Regions from separate parts of the Mus musculus genome. Here all the other regions are linked to region 1. The links are chromatin contacts, called in public HiChIP or PLAC-seq and promoter capture Hi-C maps. All regions are on one chromosome and are shown on one strand. The core of a region is the stretch at or near the end of the contact, and the rest is flanking DNA. Distances in the headings are between cores, read along the strand shown. Region 1 holds the start of Csmd1 (CUB and Sushi multiple domains 1). Region 2 holds the start of BB014433 (expressed sequence BB014433). Region 3 has its middle 63 kb from the start of Gm35392.

The links. Promoter capture Hi-C pulls out the DNA fragments that hold promoters and counts their contacts. HiChIP or PLAC-seq counts read pairs in DNA pulled down with a chosen protein or histone mark.
Region 2: an H3K4me3 HiChIP or PLAC-seq map of embryonic hindbrain shows a contact between it and region 1, with 13 times the contacts expected there. The contact joins the promoter of BB014433 here to the promoter of Csmd1 in region 1. A contact is called at or near these places in 3 of 39 promoter capture datasets (cranial neural crest, hippocampal neurons and second pharyngeal arch cranial neural crest) and 1 of 115 datasets of contacts at active chromatin or transcription factors (embryonic hindbrain).
Region 3: a promoter capture Hi-C map of second pharyngeal arch cranial neural crest shows a contact between it and region 1, with 7 times the contacts expected there. The contact joins the enhancer-like site here to the promoter of Csmd1 in region 1. A contact is called at or near these places in 6 of 39 promoter capture datasets (the C10 cell line, frontonasal cranial neural crest, hippocampal neurons and 3 more) and 1 of 115 datasets of contacts at active chromatin or transcription factors (embryonic forebrain).

The regions. Positions count from the first base shown.
Region 1 is chr8:17,533,372-17,538,332 of GRCm38.p6, forward strand. It overlaps Csmd1 (CUB and Sushi multiple domains 1), which reads right to left and starts at 2,014. Exons shown (of 70, transcript NM_053171.2): 1 at 1,519-2,014. The coding sequence starts at 1,603.
Region 2 is chr8:15,043,804-15,048,764 of GRCm38.p6, forward strand. It overlaps BB014433 (expressed sequence BB014433), which reads right to left and starts at 2,275. Exons shown (of 2, transcript NR_037972.1): 1 at 2,164-2,275.
Region 3 is chr8:15,435,673-15,440,633 of GRCm38.p6, forward strand. No RefSeq gene overlaps it. Among named protein-coding and RNA genes, the nearest start is that of Gm35392, 63 kb to the left of the region's middle. Within about 2 kb of position 3,084, at least 4 of the 459 cell types and tissues checked have an H3K27ac peak or open chromatin away from gene starts, as enhancers often do. A contact at or near this core is called in second pharyngeal arch cranial neural crest, where this site is marked.

The DNA.
Region 1 (4,961 bases), core at 764-3,263:
GACATCTGTGGGAAGCTCCCCAAAAATCAAGCAATCCCATCTTTCTAGTTAAGCAGGACCCACCTATTTCTAGGTGAGCTATTGGGACACATCCCACGGATAGTTATTGTGAGAAGGATGCTAAGCAGAGGGGCCAGCATCAGAAGGCCGAATTTTCCCCCACCTGGAGCCCTCAGGCAATCCTCTGCTCTCTCCAGGCCGGTGTGGAGTTGGATGGAGATCACAGAGTCCTCTGTGGCTTCTTAATCACCCTTGAATTTGAACCACTAGGGGAATAGCAGCTGGGGTAGTCTTAGAGAGGAAAGGGAAATTTCTTCTGAGGAAAAGAGGGGACAAATGATTCAAAAGGGGGGAAAAAGTCGTAAGACTTGGTTCCATCCTTTAAAAAGAAAAGCAGTCTGTCTATAAAGATACAGATACAGATTTGCCCAGTAGTGTGAGGAAGGAAACTGGGAACCTGACACCCAGTAGCACCAGGAGCATATGAGAGAGTGAAGAAATGGGAGCAGGTACTTGCCAATGTGAAATCAATCCTCTCTCTCTCTCTCTCTCTCTCTCTCTCTCTCTCTCTCTCTCTCTCTCTCTCTCTCTCTCCCTCTCTCTCTCTCTCCTTCTCCCCCCTTCCTCCTCTCTTTCCTCCTCCTTCCCATAGACTAAACCTAGCGCACAGGAGCTGTTACCAGCCCGAAGGTTGCAGCTTGTAGAGACTTAGGAGAAAACATCCCCTAACTCCTTTCAAGGAGAAAGCCAAATTCTCTGAGACAAAAAAGCCCCAGGAACCATACAGAAATAGCCCTTTCCTTTGGTTGATCAGACTTTGACAGGGGTTGCCTCTGCACCCACAGAGAATTGATCTGCTAGGGAAACCTGACCAGAACTCCCCACTGGCTTCACCCACCTTGCCAGATATCACAACTTGCAAAAAAGCAAAGTCCAGGGAAGGAAAGAGGAGGCGACATCCCAGAGACAGCTAGTTTGAGTACCTTGGAGGGGAAGCATAGGAATGGGGTGAGAGGAGGTGTAAGGCTATGGGAACACCACTCAGCTAGGAGCTCTCTCTGATGGCACAGGAGCCCGGCGAGCTTGAACTTGCCAGGCTGACGGTGCCCAGTATGTTTCCCAGGTGCGCTGGGTCCGGGGAGAAGTCGTGGGAACTACCCCAGCCTGCGACCCGCCAAGCCCACCAAGCGCCAGGAGCCAAGGCGCAGTTCTCTGCCCAACTCGTGTCGGGCTCTCTTCTCCTTGACAACCCACAGTACACAGCACAGAGAGAAATGTCGTTTAAGCCCAAGTGAGGGGGAAGGAAGGGCGGGGGTGGGGCGGGGGCAGATGAGGGGTGGGAAGAACGCGATGGAAGCTCGGTATCGGGCGCTGCGTTCCCTAGCGTCGCTGGTGGACAGCCACCCGGTCGGTGCCTGCCGCTTGGTCCCTTACAATCCTCAGATCAGACACTCGCGTTCGCAAACCGGGCCTCCGAGGGTTCGGCCGTCTCCCCGGTACCGAGCTAGCCTGTCTTACCCTTAGCTGCAGTGAGGAGCCCCGCGCACAGAACCGCCAGCACCAGAGGCAGGAGCAGCGACTTGAATTTCCTCCACGCAGTCATGTCTGCAGATATTCCACACGCACACGACACGGATGGCTCCTCTCGGATGCGCCGGTCTCCTCCGAGGAACAACCGGGCTCTAAACAGAGTCCGGTAATCACCAAAGGGCAAGGCGAGCTGGCAAGAGCTCCGGGTCCCCAGCCCGGCCGCGCATCTGACGCCTCCCGCAGCTCTGCGCGCCCGGCTCGCTCCGCTCCCGTAGCATCGGGTCCGAGCCACTGCGGGGCTGAAGATGCTCTGAGCGAGCGCAGCCCCGGGGCTGCCGGGGCCGGGGACGAGCGCCGGCCGAGCCGGGCAGGAAGGCACCAAGGCGGCGAGGCTGCGGGAGGGGGCGAGGCGGGAGAGGAGCGCGCGCAACCGGGAGCAACCTGGAGCGGAGGCAGCTGGAGAGAGAGCCAGCGAGTGGGAGGTGCGGGAGGGGCGCGGGGGGAGGGGGGAGCAGGGCTGGAGCGGGAGGAAGGCGGGGAGCGAGCGCCGAAGACAGGCTGCTAGAGGCGCAAGGAGCCGCTGCCGTGGTGGCTGGACTCAACCATCCTACCCACCGAGAGGGGAAGGAGGCTGGCACCGCGCAGTCCGGGACTCAGCCTGGCCTCGGGCTTTCAGGCCCCTGCTAGTGCTCCCGCAGGCAGCGCAGCGTTCAGTCTCTGGCGCGGCTGCGCGCAGGCTGGAGCACGGAGACTTGTTGGGCGCTCAAGTGGGAGAAGCCCACGCTGCGCACCGGGGAAAAACCATACAATTGGCCACGCGAGCGAGCCCGAGGGCTCTGTGGGGGCAGGCAGAGGCCAGCCTCCATCCTTCTCTTTCTCTACTGACCAGAAGAAGACCTCTGCCTAAGTTAGGAAAGAAATGCAGGTGGGGGAAGAGAATGGGCCCAGCTGTGACTGAAACTGGGAGCAAAATGGTGCTTTTAAAAGAAATTATAAATTACCTTTGAAAAGGTGACTGTCTGCAACTATGATGAGCCTCTGACAGGTTCCTGTTCTGCTCCTGTTTAGTCCTGTTAGTGTTACCCTCATTGCAAGCCCAGCTCTATGTGGGAAACAAAATGAATCTAAACAACCCAACTGGGCTGCCACCCTGTTCTGGTTGTGAGAGCAGGAGAATTGACAAAAGTGTAGTGAACCCCAGCATCACATCCAGCATTCCTGCAAGAGGGATCAGAAGGAAGTTCCTAAAAGCAGGTCTACTGCAGCCAGTGAGTGCACACAGAGTAAACTACTAGAAAAAGGCTGTAGGTTAATTGAAAAAATCCAAACCAGGTGAAGGCTAGAGTTCACAGATGCTCCATTCTTAGAAAGGATTCGGGAGTTCTAGAGGATAGGATGGAAGGGGCCAGGGATGGACATCTCAGGCCCCCAGCATGGGAACATTCATCCCATGCTGACTGTGAGTTGTTCACACCAAGGAATGAGGATGGTGTGTGGAGGCAGGCTGATGGCCACATCATCGCACCAGCATTGTGCCCACTGTTAGGGGCAGAGTCACGGTGTGCCACTCAAGTTTAGTGTTCTAGAGCTTTCTTGCTCCCTGAAGCCCACGGATGACGTGAGGGCATGAGAGTGACTCCAAAAATGTAGAGTCACCGGCTGTACCTTACCTTCCAAGAGTAACCAGAGACTTTATCCAGCCTAGAATCCTTCTCCTGGAGATTGGAGCTCCCCAGAAAAAAAAAAAAAAAAAAAAAACCCTGGGCTCTGTTCTCCTGCAGGTTTCCCCCAGGCTCTCTTGGAACTGATCTGAAGTTTTTTTGTTTTGTTTGTTTGAAAGTATCCTCCCATTGCTCTTCCCTTATCCCTAGGGGAGAAAATTCCAGGCTATCTCTCTAAAGCAATGGATTGAGAATGATGCCCTGTGTGCTTCAGTGTGACAGGGAGTGGAAGGGGTCACCTACAGTGTGATTTTAAGTCATTCCCCCAGGTGTTATTTACACTCCAGCAAGTGAACAACAACAACAAGACCTATTAGGAGATCCGATAGCTCATCCGCTGCTCCTCCTTAGGACCCATTGATCTACAGAAGCAGCATAGCTGAAGACCTCCATGAGAAACGGTGTCCTGTCTTCTGAATGCCACTCCTAATGACTCATGTCACCAAGAAGGATTTCTGCCATTAAAAACCATTTCCAAATCTCACTTCTTTGTCGGGGGGAGGGGGGGTGTGGGGGGGGGCTCCCAGATGGAGCCATGTTATTAGGGTCCGAATCAAGAATGTTCAGTGTCACCTGAGATGTCAAACACCTTTGCTTTGCACAGAATGGTGGCACTTTGACAACTCAAGATTGAGTGGCTCCTTCATGGCCACAGGCTTAAAGACCCTTTTTCTTTCAGATCCAGGGTGATACAGACCGGTAGAGACAGCACTCAGGAGACAGACGGGGCCATCACCTCAAGTTCAAGCCCAGCCTGGTCTAGGAAGAGAGTTTCAGGCTAGCCAGAGCTACACAGGGAGGCCTTGTCTCAAAACAACAATAATTAAAACACTTTTTGGGGGGATGCTTTTGTTGCAAATTATCTATTTGAGTAAAATTGTAGAGCAACAACAGTCAAAAAAATGACAATCACTTTGTTTCAGATTAGAAAGGAAGAAAGATCCTGAGTCTGGAAGTTAGAACGACCTTGTCAGATTGCAACTTGATTGTGAGCCCAAGGCATAAGACTGTCCAGGAAGAATAGCTCATTTTGGAGGAATGTGATAATATTGGGAATCTCCCCCACCTAGGATCTCAGGCACTTCACAGCCCAGAAGGAAACCATGGGGCTCTGCTGCCATCTAGTGCTCTGCTTTTCTTTTAGGAAAGCCATAATCCCATCTCTTTTTCATCTTCCACTCCGGTCACCTACCTTCTTGGAAGATTTTGCCGAGTATACCTTCATATCCCTATGCCATAGACAAAGAACATTGATAGCATCCTAGAGGGTCTCCCCTCTTTGGGTCTCTGATTTGATATGAGGGCGTAATTTCCCTCAGATCTGAGAAGGCCCTAATTTAGAATTGTTACAAGGTAATCTCAGTGAGGGACAGTGAGATTTCACCCCTAGAAATGCTGCGGGGCCTCTTTGCAGTGACTGGAAGGTTTGTGCCACTGCATGGGTGTGGACATCTTTCTCAGTCTCTGCAGAGCACTCTTCGGCCTCCACAACCTGGATAAGCTACTCTAGAAACATGGTTGGTATCCAGACTGGCCCGGAGGAGTTCAAAGAGAAAGAGCAGAGAGGCCCCTGCTGTGCTGAAAAGATGGCGATGTCCCTGAGGGCCCAGCATCATCCACATGAAGGATGACAACCTAAACGTTCAAGAGATGAAAAGCCCCTGTGAGATGGAATCACCTAAGGAGAGGACAGAAACATGATGCTTGAGA
Region 2 (4,961 bases), core at 1,025-3,524, 2.5 Mb before region 1:
ATTTGTGTCTAAGCATGCACCATGTAAAAGTTGGAAGACTGGGAAAGTCGGTGCTTGGGGGCTACATCTTCCTTCAGTTACTCAGTTCCACGCAAGCCTCTGGTTCAGGATCAGTCTCCTGGGTCAGGTCCTGTCCCCACCACACCATGGACCCAATTACTTTGTCCTACATGGTATGACTGACTCAGGGCAGTGGGCATTGTGGACATAGTGTGACTTCTGTGCTGTGAACACTTTCATGCCTCAGGACCCCAGGAATCCTGTTGAGTGTGTGATCCTGGAGGCCATACCCAATGTGGGACCCCTGTAATGGTTCCCACTCACAACTCCTTCCATACCAGATGTGGGACCCCTGCGATGGTTCCCACTCACAACTCCTTCCATACCAGATGTGGGACCCCTGTGATGGTTCCCACTCACAACTCCTTCCATACCAGATGTAGGACCCCTGCGATGGTTCCCACTCACAACTCCTTCCATACCCGATGTGGGACCCCTGCGATGGTTCCCACTCACAATTCCTTCCATACCAGATGTGGGACCCCTGCGATGGTTCCCACTCACAACTCCTTCCATACCAGATGTGGGACCCCTGCGATGGTTCCCATTCACAGCTCCCTTCTCTCCCAGTTCCCCGTGTGTGCTTACAGATGAGTTTTCAAATATAAGAATATCTTATGCAAAGGCATCATTTGACATCTATCACATCTACTAAGCATAAAACTGTAAGTTATTGTAACCAAATGGAGTCACTCATCTATTTAATAACTGTTTATTAATAGATATAACAAGGAGGTTATATATAATATATGATATATGAGATAATATAACATATAACATAGAATATATAATATAATTGATATAATATATAACATAGTATAACATATAATATATAATATATCTTTGATACTCGACTGGTGATCAGATCACAGGAAACCTCAAGTGGCAGAGGCAAGCGGTGAAGCAGGCACCATCACAGGCAAGTTCCTATATTAACTCAGCCTTCAGAAGGTTTATGTCACATGCCCAGCATGCTACCTGGCTCCTATGTGCCCTATCTATAAACCAGAGCATGCCCAGAAATACATCTACATCTTTCTTTCTGAATGATAACCTTAAATTGAGCATGCGCAGGAGTTCAACTCAGCATTAACTAAGCACGTTCAGGATGGGGCCCCCTCTCCACTGCATAGGTGTTGTTGGCTTGCCGAACAGCTCCAGGCACTTCCCCAGAGGAAGGCATTGGATGCTTTGGAAATGGTTGCCTGCCCTTCCCTTCCTGCTGCAGGTAATATATCTTTCTACTTCATTTCATGCTGGCATTTGCTTTGACTTTGTATTCACCAAGATGTAGAACCATTGCATTGGCTACAGAACCAGAATTTTGTCCAGAAAACCCTTTCAGGATGTTTATCCCCAAATGGCCCACTCAGCCTTGGGTGGCATTTCCCTTGATAGTCTGTGACCAAGGAAGATGGTTTCAAGATGCTAGACATAATTCATTTTGTTTATAGAAATTATCCCTTGCCCACAATCATGACTTTCTGGGGTATACCTGTTCCCACAATAGCCCATTCAGCTCTCAATATCAATGTCCTGAAGACTGTCTGTCTGTCTGAATGTCTCTGATTATTATTTAGGTCAAGAGCATCAAGTATGTTATCCTTGCCACTGGTGTATCTGTGCACCCTTTCCTTACGAGGACTCTGTCTGCAAACAGCAACCCATCCTGTCCTACACAGTACAGGGCCTAGGTGCATAAGAATACAGGAAAAGCCAAGGGAGTTGTTCACACCTTGGTCCAGTGAAGAGACATGTCTGTGGGTATCCTGGAGGCTAAACTTGGTAGACTTGGGTTTCCAGGAGCTGCAGGTGAGGGTGCTGCTGGTTCTGTGTGGGTCAGTTTCCACATCTGCAGTAATGGGAAGTTCTTTACCATCTTTAGAATCACTTTGTCTTTCTGGGTTTATACGAGACCCATGGCAGAGAGATGAGTAGATTTTACGAGCATGTCACATGAGCGGTGACATGATAAAAATGTATTCGTATTTAAGTAGCGCTAACAGGTATGGGTCAACTACTTCAGCACAGAATTCTGCTTCTGGGAAAGTCTAGAGACAGTGGGTTTCTTTGGTTGTTTCTTACCAGCAGGCTTGAGCTCACCCTCAATTTGTAGTTCATGGTGTTCTTAGCATGGCTCCGCAGAGGGCTGTGCCAACAGATCTTGGCTCCGTAGAGGGGTGCGTCAACAGGGCACGGGAATGTTGGGTTCAACAAAGAAGTCATCGCCCAGAACCTTCCTTCTATTAGAACCTGGAATTTATGTTTGTTCCCAGGGTCAGCACTGCATTCTTTCCCCATGGTTTCCAAGGCTTCGGAAGCCTTTGTTCCCACGTCTAGGTTCACGTAGAGCAAGGCTGTTCCATCTCGAAAGCCCCGTTGGCTTCTCACTGTCTCTCAGTGTCCTTGGGTGGACCTCCACAGCTCACGTGACTCCACACCCCACAGCTTCCTGACTCTGAAGTCCTGTCATGGGACAAACTCACATCAGATGCAGGGTGCTGAATGGGTTTTAAAGTGTGTATGGAGTCCTCCCTCTCCCGCAGATATCAGAGTGGTCATAGTACAAGTCTGGGCTCTTATCATCATAAAGGATACTTTATATGACAGGGCTAGGGACATCTCAGATTGAAGCGACTTTGGGACCCATTTGGGAGTGACAATCCAGGCCTGGGTGTTTGTAGATCATCTCTTACTGTAACAGGCCCCCAGAGCTTAGTACATCCTAAGACCTTAGGACATCTGATGTCATGTTAGAGACATTATCGTGACCTTAAAACTGGGTATGTAGGCCCCAATGCCTGCCAGAATGGGTACTAAGACCAAATCCACCAAAAACCTATGCCAGCCCATAGTACAGGACCTGGGAAAGTTCCTAAATATACCAACCTTGCTTTTTGGCATCTGTTGTTGTCTTCTTGCTAACCAAAGCTTGACAACCAGGATGTAATTTTTGTGCACGCTGACAAAGAACTGTAGGGCTCAGGGCTCCACGGTTTAGGTCTACTGGCCAGTGAAGAATTTCTATTGGCTTGAAGGGACCCTGTGTTCTTTGGAGGAGTTACCTCCTAATACTTAGCCTACACTCCCTATACCACCCTACATTCTTTGTGCCAGAAGAAAACAAGCTACTCATAATTAAAACCTCCTCTGCAGCTGGGATTAGCAAGTAGACAAACTAGGCAGCTCTCAACAGGAAAAATAAAAGGTTTCTAAGGTTTTTCTTGGTCTTGTTTGTACAGTCCTCTAAAAATCATAGAAACAGTGCTGCCTATCATGCCCCAGGATGTGTCAGACACAATTACTGTGACTTGCCAGCCCCGGGGTCAGGAGTAATGGAACTTTATTCCACATTAAAAAGGATTATGGGTAACAACACTCAAGTTCCAGACTTTTCTTTTTTTCTTTCTTTTGCACACTATTGTTGAGCTCTTCTTGAAAAGAGCTCACAGCCAGGAGAGTGCCCAGGGAAGAAAAGATTTCTGGTGGCTGGTGTGCCCTCTTGTGAACAAAGGTGATACTGCAGTAGTGGCCATTAAGAGGGAAGAGGGAGAGAAGGGCTCTTTGGGCTGTGCTAGGATCATTCATGATTTTTTGAAAATAATTTGCTCAATTGCTCGAAGTTAGTGAGTATGTCAGATCCTTGCTGGTGAGTGAAAACACTTGACAAAGCCCTAAGGGAGGGAGGGCTTGCTTGGGAGGATACACAGCTACAATTCGAGAGGATACATAGTTCTTAGTGGAGGGGAGGTTTGCATCAGCAGTAAGAAAACAGAGGGAGATGGCCGCTGTTGACCAGCCTGCTTTCTCCTCTTTATGCAGTCTGGAACCCCAGTCCATGGAATAGCACTCCCATATTTGTAGTGGGACACCCTACCTCAACTGAACCTTCCTGAAACACACACACAGAGACCTATCCAGAGGCATGCTTCTTAGTTGGCTCTCTACCAATCAATCTGACACGGTGAGCCACGGGTGTAAGGTTAGACACACATTCTTGGGTGTTTCTGCTGTGTAGGTCAACTGGTTGTGGTCAGGGTGGCAGATGTCTGGATCTCTGGGCATGCACTGGTTATTAACAGTCGATCTTTTTAGTCTCAGAGCGGCTCTGTTGTAGATGACCAACCCCCTAATTATGACTGATTCGGGGGCATGCGGGAGAGGAAGACCTGAGAAATCACTCATCTTTCCACTTCATACTCACCCGTTCTTTGGTGAGAAAGTTGTACCTGCATGTCATCCAGGGTCACCGATCTGGGAGGTGAGTGTCTGGCCACAATGCATCATGGGATGTCAACCCCATCCCTAACACACATACACTTTCTTGGCAGTATTGTTGTCTGTCTGTCTCACTTCCCCGTAGCCGGTGGGCTCCAGGTGTAGCAACAAATCAGCAGGCATTCATACAGGAGCTGCAGGGTCCCTGCACATCAATAACAGTTGCTCTGCACTAAGATAGGGAACAGGACTCCTTGAGCCCATATCTGAGAATGAGCCTGTCCCAGAGAAAGAACCCCTCAGGTATTAACTGGCTTCATTAGATGCCGAGTTAAGGGGGTGGCATATATTAATCTTCAGAGTGGCTTAACCCTAAGACAGGAATCTCCCGTCACGCTGACTTTCCTATTGGCTGGGAAGCCATGGTTCTTAGTTGTGACCAGAGAATATGGAGCAGTTGAGGCTGCGAAGGATCTGAGCTTCAGGCTTCTGTGCACCAGCAGCACCTTCCCAGGAAGCCAAGGGAAGCAGGCAAGGGCATTCTGGCTTTGTGAACCCGGAGTTTAGTGTTAGGCGGGGACTTCGAAGTGATTACAGCTGGTTATTTAGTTGTTCTTTAGAGATGTGGCCCATGGGGTTCAGGCTGGTCTTGAACTCTGTATGAACCTGAGGATGGTCTTGAA
Region 3 (4,961 bases), core at 1,834-4,333, 2.1 Mb before region 1:
CCTCTGTATACTAAGTGCTGGGATTACAGGGACAGACATTGCTGTTCTGCCTGCCTCATTACATGCTGTCCATGCATCTATCCAGAGTTTACCTTTTCTAGTGAAACAAGCCAAAGCCTGGGCTTGGAAGGAACGAGTAAGAAAAGCATGCACCGCACTTACCATTACTCCCTGTTTGTAATCGTCTCATATTTCCTATGGAAATCCCTGGATGTCATAATAATTTAAGTAGGCATGGAAACAGTGTGCACCAGACACCCTAATGTGGAAATATTTATTCTTTTACCCACATACTAGATTGCTCCCTGTTAATAAAATATTTAACCTTCAAGTCATGAAAATTTAAGCATCAACTAAGCATTTGCTGCCAACAAATCTGTCTTGGTGTTTTGAGACTGTTGGATCTGACCTTAAAGTGTCAGGGAACTTCTTTACCTAAATGATCCACACGAACTTTATATGATCATGGTGTCAAGTGCAGGGATTCCCAGGCACTCTGAAGATATGATGTCTCTCATGCTCAAAGCAAGGCCTCTGTAGCTCCTCACTATCTAGTTGGTGCCCTTCATGACACTGAAGCAGTCTTTCTGGAGTGAAACCTTACCATACATGACTTCTTTTAGTAGCGTTTGCTAGTCATTCTAGAATTTGGAGTCCAAATCTGTTCTCAACTTCATTCTCACCAAAGTGGTCCTCCCTTCTCTACCCACATCCTCATTCATTCAAATGCTTTCCCTTTGCCTTTCTTCATAGAGTCCAGATACTACTATGGACTGTCTGTCCTTCAGAGAGGAGTCCCTCTCCTTCCTCCTCCTTCTCTTTCTCATTACAACTTTCTCTTCTTACTCTTTCACCATAGACTTCTGCACAGGACCCCATTACATGGCTACATTTGCTCTGAACATACTGCCTGGTTATGTGCTTTCTCCTTGTAATACAACTGTTAAACCGACAGCCGTGTGTGACCTTGGACCAGGAACTGAAGAACTTCAAAAGGAGATTAGACAGTGTGTAGACAGAAAACCTTGGTATCTGGAAATGCCTTCCTAGATCAAAGAAAGAAATCACTGTTACCATCTTTATCCTCTACTCAAAAATATAAAATACTGTGCCATATCATAAACATAGAGTTTTCAGGCAGAAATCAAATCTGTAATATAGTCAAGCCTTGTATCAAGGCCTCACACCAAAAACATTCTTGATTATGAAAAAATGCACACATAGGGCAGATTCTTTACTCTTCTCAGTAAGCAATGCATTCCTTTTCCAGGTTAGAGTGTAAGCTCTTTTACCCAATTTCATTCTCCCTTATCCTCATGTCTATGAAAAATGAGATTCATGAGGAGTTATTTCATGCTGAGCCTTAGCATAGCCTCATCAGTGCTACTACATATGCTACCTGATCCAGACTCTGTTAACTGTAGGAAGCTGGGGGAGGGGGCGGGGTGAAGCTATTTCCACCTGGCTCTCAGCACTTCCTTTCAGTTGGGTGTGTGCTCCCTACTGCCCATGATTCTTGAGCATTTCCTCAACTCAGTCTAGATGAAATGGTGAGTTTTCATGCTTTATTAACTTGTTCAGAAAAAGTAGTGAACATTTAAAGACATTTGCTCTCTAGTGTTCCCCCTTTCTCATCAGCTCTGAGAAGCAGAGTTAAGGCTGAGAAAGGTGGTGACAGTTGTGAATATTAGAGAAAACTTTTTTTTTTGAGCCATCACATCTTAGAATTAATGACGCTTAAATCGTTGCTCTTTGATGATGAGCCGGACTCATTTTGTCCTGCTGCTGACTAGCTTTCCAAATTACCTTTTATCAAAGCTCATATTTATGTTAATGGCTCATTCTCCAGGCATATATTAACTGATCCCTGTTGAAGCTCCATGAATCCAATCAGCAGTTATATATATGAAAAGCAGGCAAACACCAAATGCTCCCATGTCAGGTTGAGATGCGGTCGACCTCAGTGTTAGTTTTCATGCTTCTAATATATGTGCCAAGACTTTTGCTTTAAAGAAAATTAGGTAGAGCTATTCTCTATTCCTGCTTTCAAGTTAAATGGAAAGGCATAGATATCAAACAGGGCGTGAACTCTGCTAAGAAAGAAAGAACCCTGTTCTGCCTTCCCCTCCCTCCCACCTGCCACAGCCCCAAGTTCCCTCAGCCCAGCTCTGTCTGGCCTGGTTCTCAGGAGAATGAAGTTCCAGTGCAAAGAAGAGCATCCATTTGAGAAGTGCTGCTCTGAGGGTGAGAAAATCCAAAAGAAATCCCCAGACTGGGTCCCAGTGATAGTTGAAAAAGTTCCCAAAGCTCAGATAGGAGTCCTGGACAAAAAGGAATACCTGGTGCCTTCTGATCTTATGGTTGGTCAATTCTACTTCTTGATCCGGAAGGGAATCCATCTTCCTGCTGAAGATTCCTTGTTTTTATTCGGCAACAATGTCATTCCATCCACCAGTGCCACCATGGGTCAGCTGTACGGGAACACTGAACATTGTCTACGGTGATGAAAGCATCTACAGACTGTGAAGATGCTGTACCTGAGCTGGGGGTTCCATTCTACAAAGACAGGTGGCGCTCCTTCCTTGACATCCAGTTCCTCCTTCAGGCTCAAACACTATCTCCTTTCTTCAGGACCTGCACTTAGTGTTTGAGGCTGTCTCTTCCGTCCGTCCCTCTCAGCAGGAGGGATAATGGTAGATAAAGCCTCTGTACATCTCTTTTTCCTCTTGTTTTCCCTCCATTCCCACTCTGCTTTAGACTTCTTGATTGTCAATCTCTGTCACATCCAATGATTGTTTTGGCTGCTATTCCCTTTCTAACTGCCCAACGGGCTCAGAACCCCAATAATTGCTTCTTTTTGCTACCTTCTTTTCAGAGGGTAGATGTAATGGATTGACATTGGGTGGGGGAGGTAGGAGGCACATCAATAAAAAGGAAACCACTGAGCTGAATTGAAAAAAAGAAGAAGAAAGCAAAAAGCAAGCAAGCAAGCAAGAAAACGAGCAAATGAGCAAGCAAGCAAGCAAGCAAGCAAGCAAGCAAGCAAGCCAAGTCAGCAGCTTCAGGACCAAGGACAGCGTGGTGCTGAGCCTCGGACTTCTTCCTCCATCAGTGTCTGTTCTGTACCAAGAATCAACAGTGAAATCAGGCCAAGACCCCATCATAGGATGCTTTCTGTAGGCTCAGGGCAGTGAAGGAGCAGCAGGTCAGAGAAGTTCTTGTTCACACAGGTGAGACGGAGTTAATCCCGGGGAGGAATGGACAAGGATGGATGGCAACAGAAAGGTGGCAGATGTTAGAATCTTCGAGATACTTACTGAACAATTCTCAAGATGCCTCCAACAGCAAACTGTAAGCACGCTGAAATAACTGAAGGACAGGGTGATTGGACAGCTTCGAGCTGCAAGTTCAACTGTCAAAGTAGTAAACAAAAACACATAAACAATCAATAGATGGGTTCAAGAAAAGAGTGGATAGAGGGTGGAAGAAAGAGGCAGAGAGGATGAGAATGATAAGCATCAGGTCCGGAGGACCTCCAGACTCTAGAGTACCAATGTCTATATCCAGTGCTTGTTTTCCTGAAAGTACAGTGTGTACCAATTTGGGCCTCTGAGCCATGCGTCTGCTTTGTTTGATACCCTACCATGTTAAGATAGTTCTAATGGAAGCTGTAAGAAACAGCGTGGGCTTTTCTTTACTTCTTTTCTTTTCTTTTCTTTTCTTTTCTTTTCTTTTCTTTTCTTTTCTTTTCTCTTCTCTTCTCTTCTCTTCTCTTCTCTTCTCTTCTTTTCTTTTCTTTTCTTTAACTTTTAACTTTATTTTCAAGCATAGGTGTGAAACAGGCCTTGCGGGAGGGGCTTCCTAGCTCTCTTCTTGTGACTGAAAAGCACAGCTGGGAACCTTTCAGCTCTGTGTTTGGCCTTCCTGTGACTCCTTCTACTCAGGTGGGTCACAGGGTATGGATGGCTCCTGCATTGTTACTCCTGCTGCAAGGGACTAAAACCACATCTCCATACCAAAAAGGCGTCTCCTGTATTTGAAATCTTCTCCTGACAAGAAAAGAGGGGCTTGGTCCTGTGTGGGTGTTGTTGAACTTTACCAAAGCAAGGATACCAAATGCCAGAATGGTTAAGTGACTGCTCATATGAGCAGCAGTGTGTTTACCTTTTGTAAATAAGATATTAAAAGGGCATTTCCTACATTTTGATATTAGAAATCACAATTACTTATTAACCGAGTAAGTAAGTAAATAAATAAAAACATTACAGACATTTAATATTCATCTATTTGTCTGGGTGTTAAAATGGAAGGAAAGTACACTAACCTGATATATATTATAACTAACTATATTGCATACTGTGGAGAATGCCATAAGAATCATATATTCTTTGACTAAAACTCACATGTCAATGTCGAGAAGCGAAGGTGAAAATGAAGGCAGTACAAAGACATCCACTGCGACAACAAACTCGGGCACATGCTCTGGATTTTAAATGGACTTACTGCTGATGATTCAATTACAGAAACTTTAAAAGATGAGACTGGCCACAGGCCCTTTGTTTGAGAACAACAGGTACTCAGGTGTGTGGATGCATGACATTGCTATAGTATTTTTGACTATTTTTTCCATTCCCTGAGGGCCTGGTCTCAATTTCTACTCTCCACGTGGTGGCTCTCGATATCTGTAGCTCTGATTCTAGGGGATCCAATGCCCTCTTTTGCCCTCTGCATGTGGTACAGAGACGGACATACAGGCAAAATGCTCATACACCTAAAATAAAATAAACAAATAAAATACTGTACATATCACCTAAATTTAAAGACCTTAAATAAATTATCCTGTATTGTCTGGAAGAAAAGATGAGAGCTGCCTCAGAATTATTCAGGGATTGATGTCATAGCCAGCTGCAGCCTCTATCTATATCTGGAGCTCAGGAGCACCTGGAACTTGCCTTACTGCT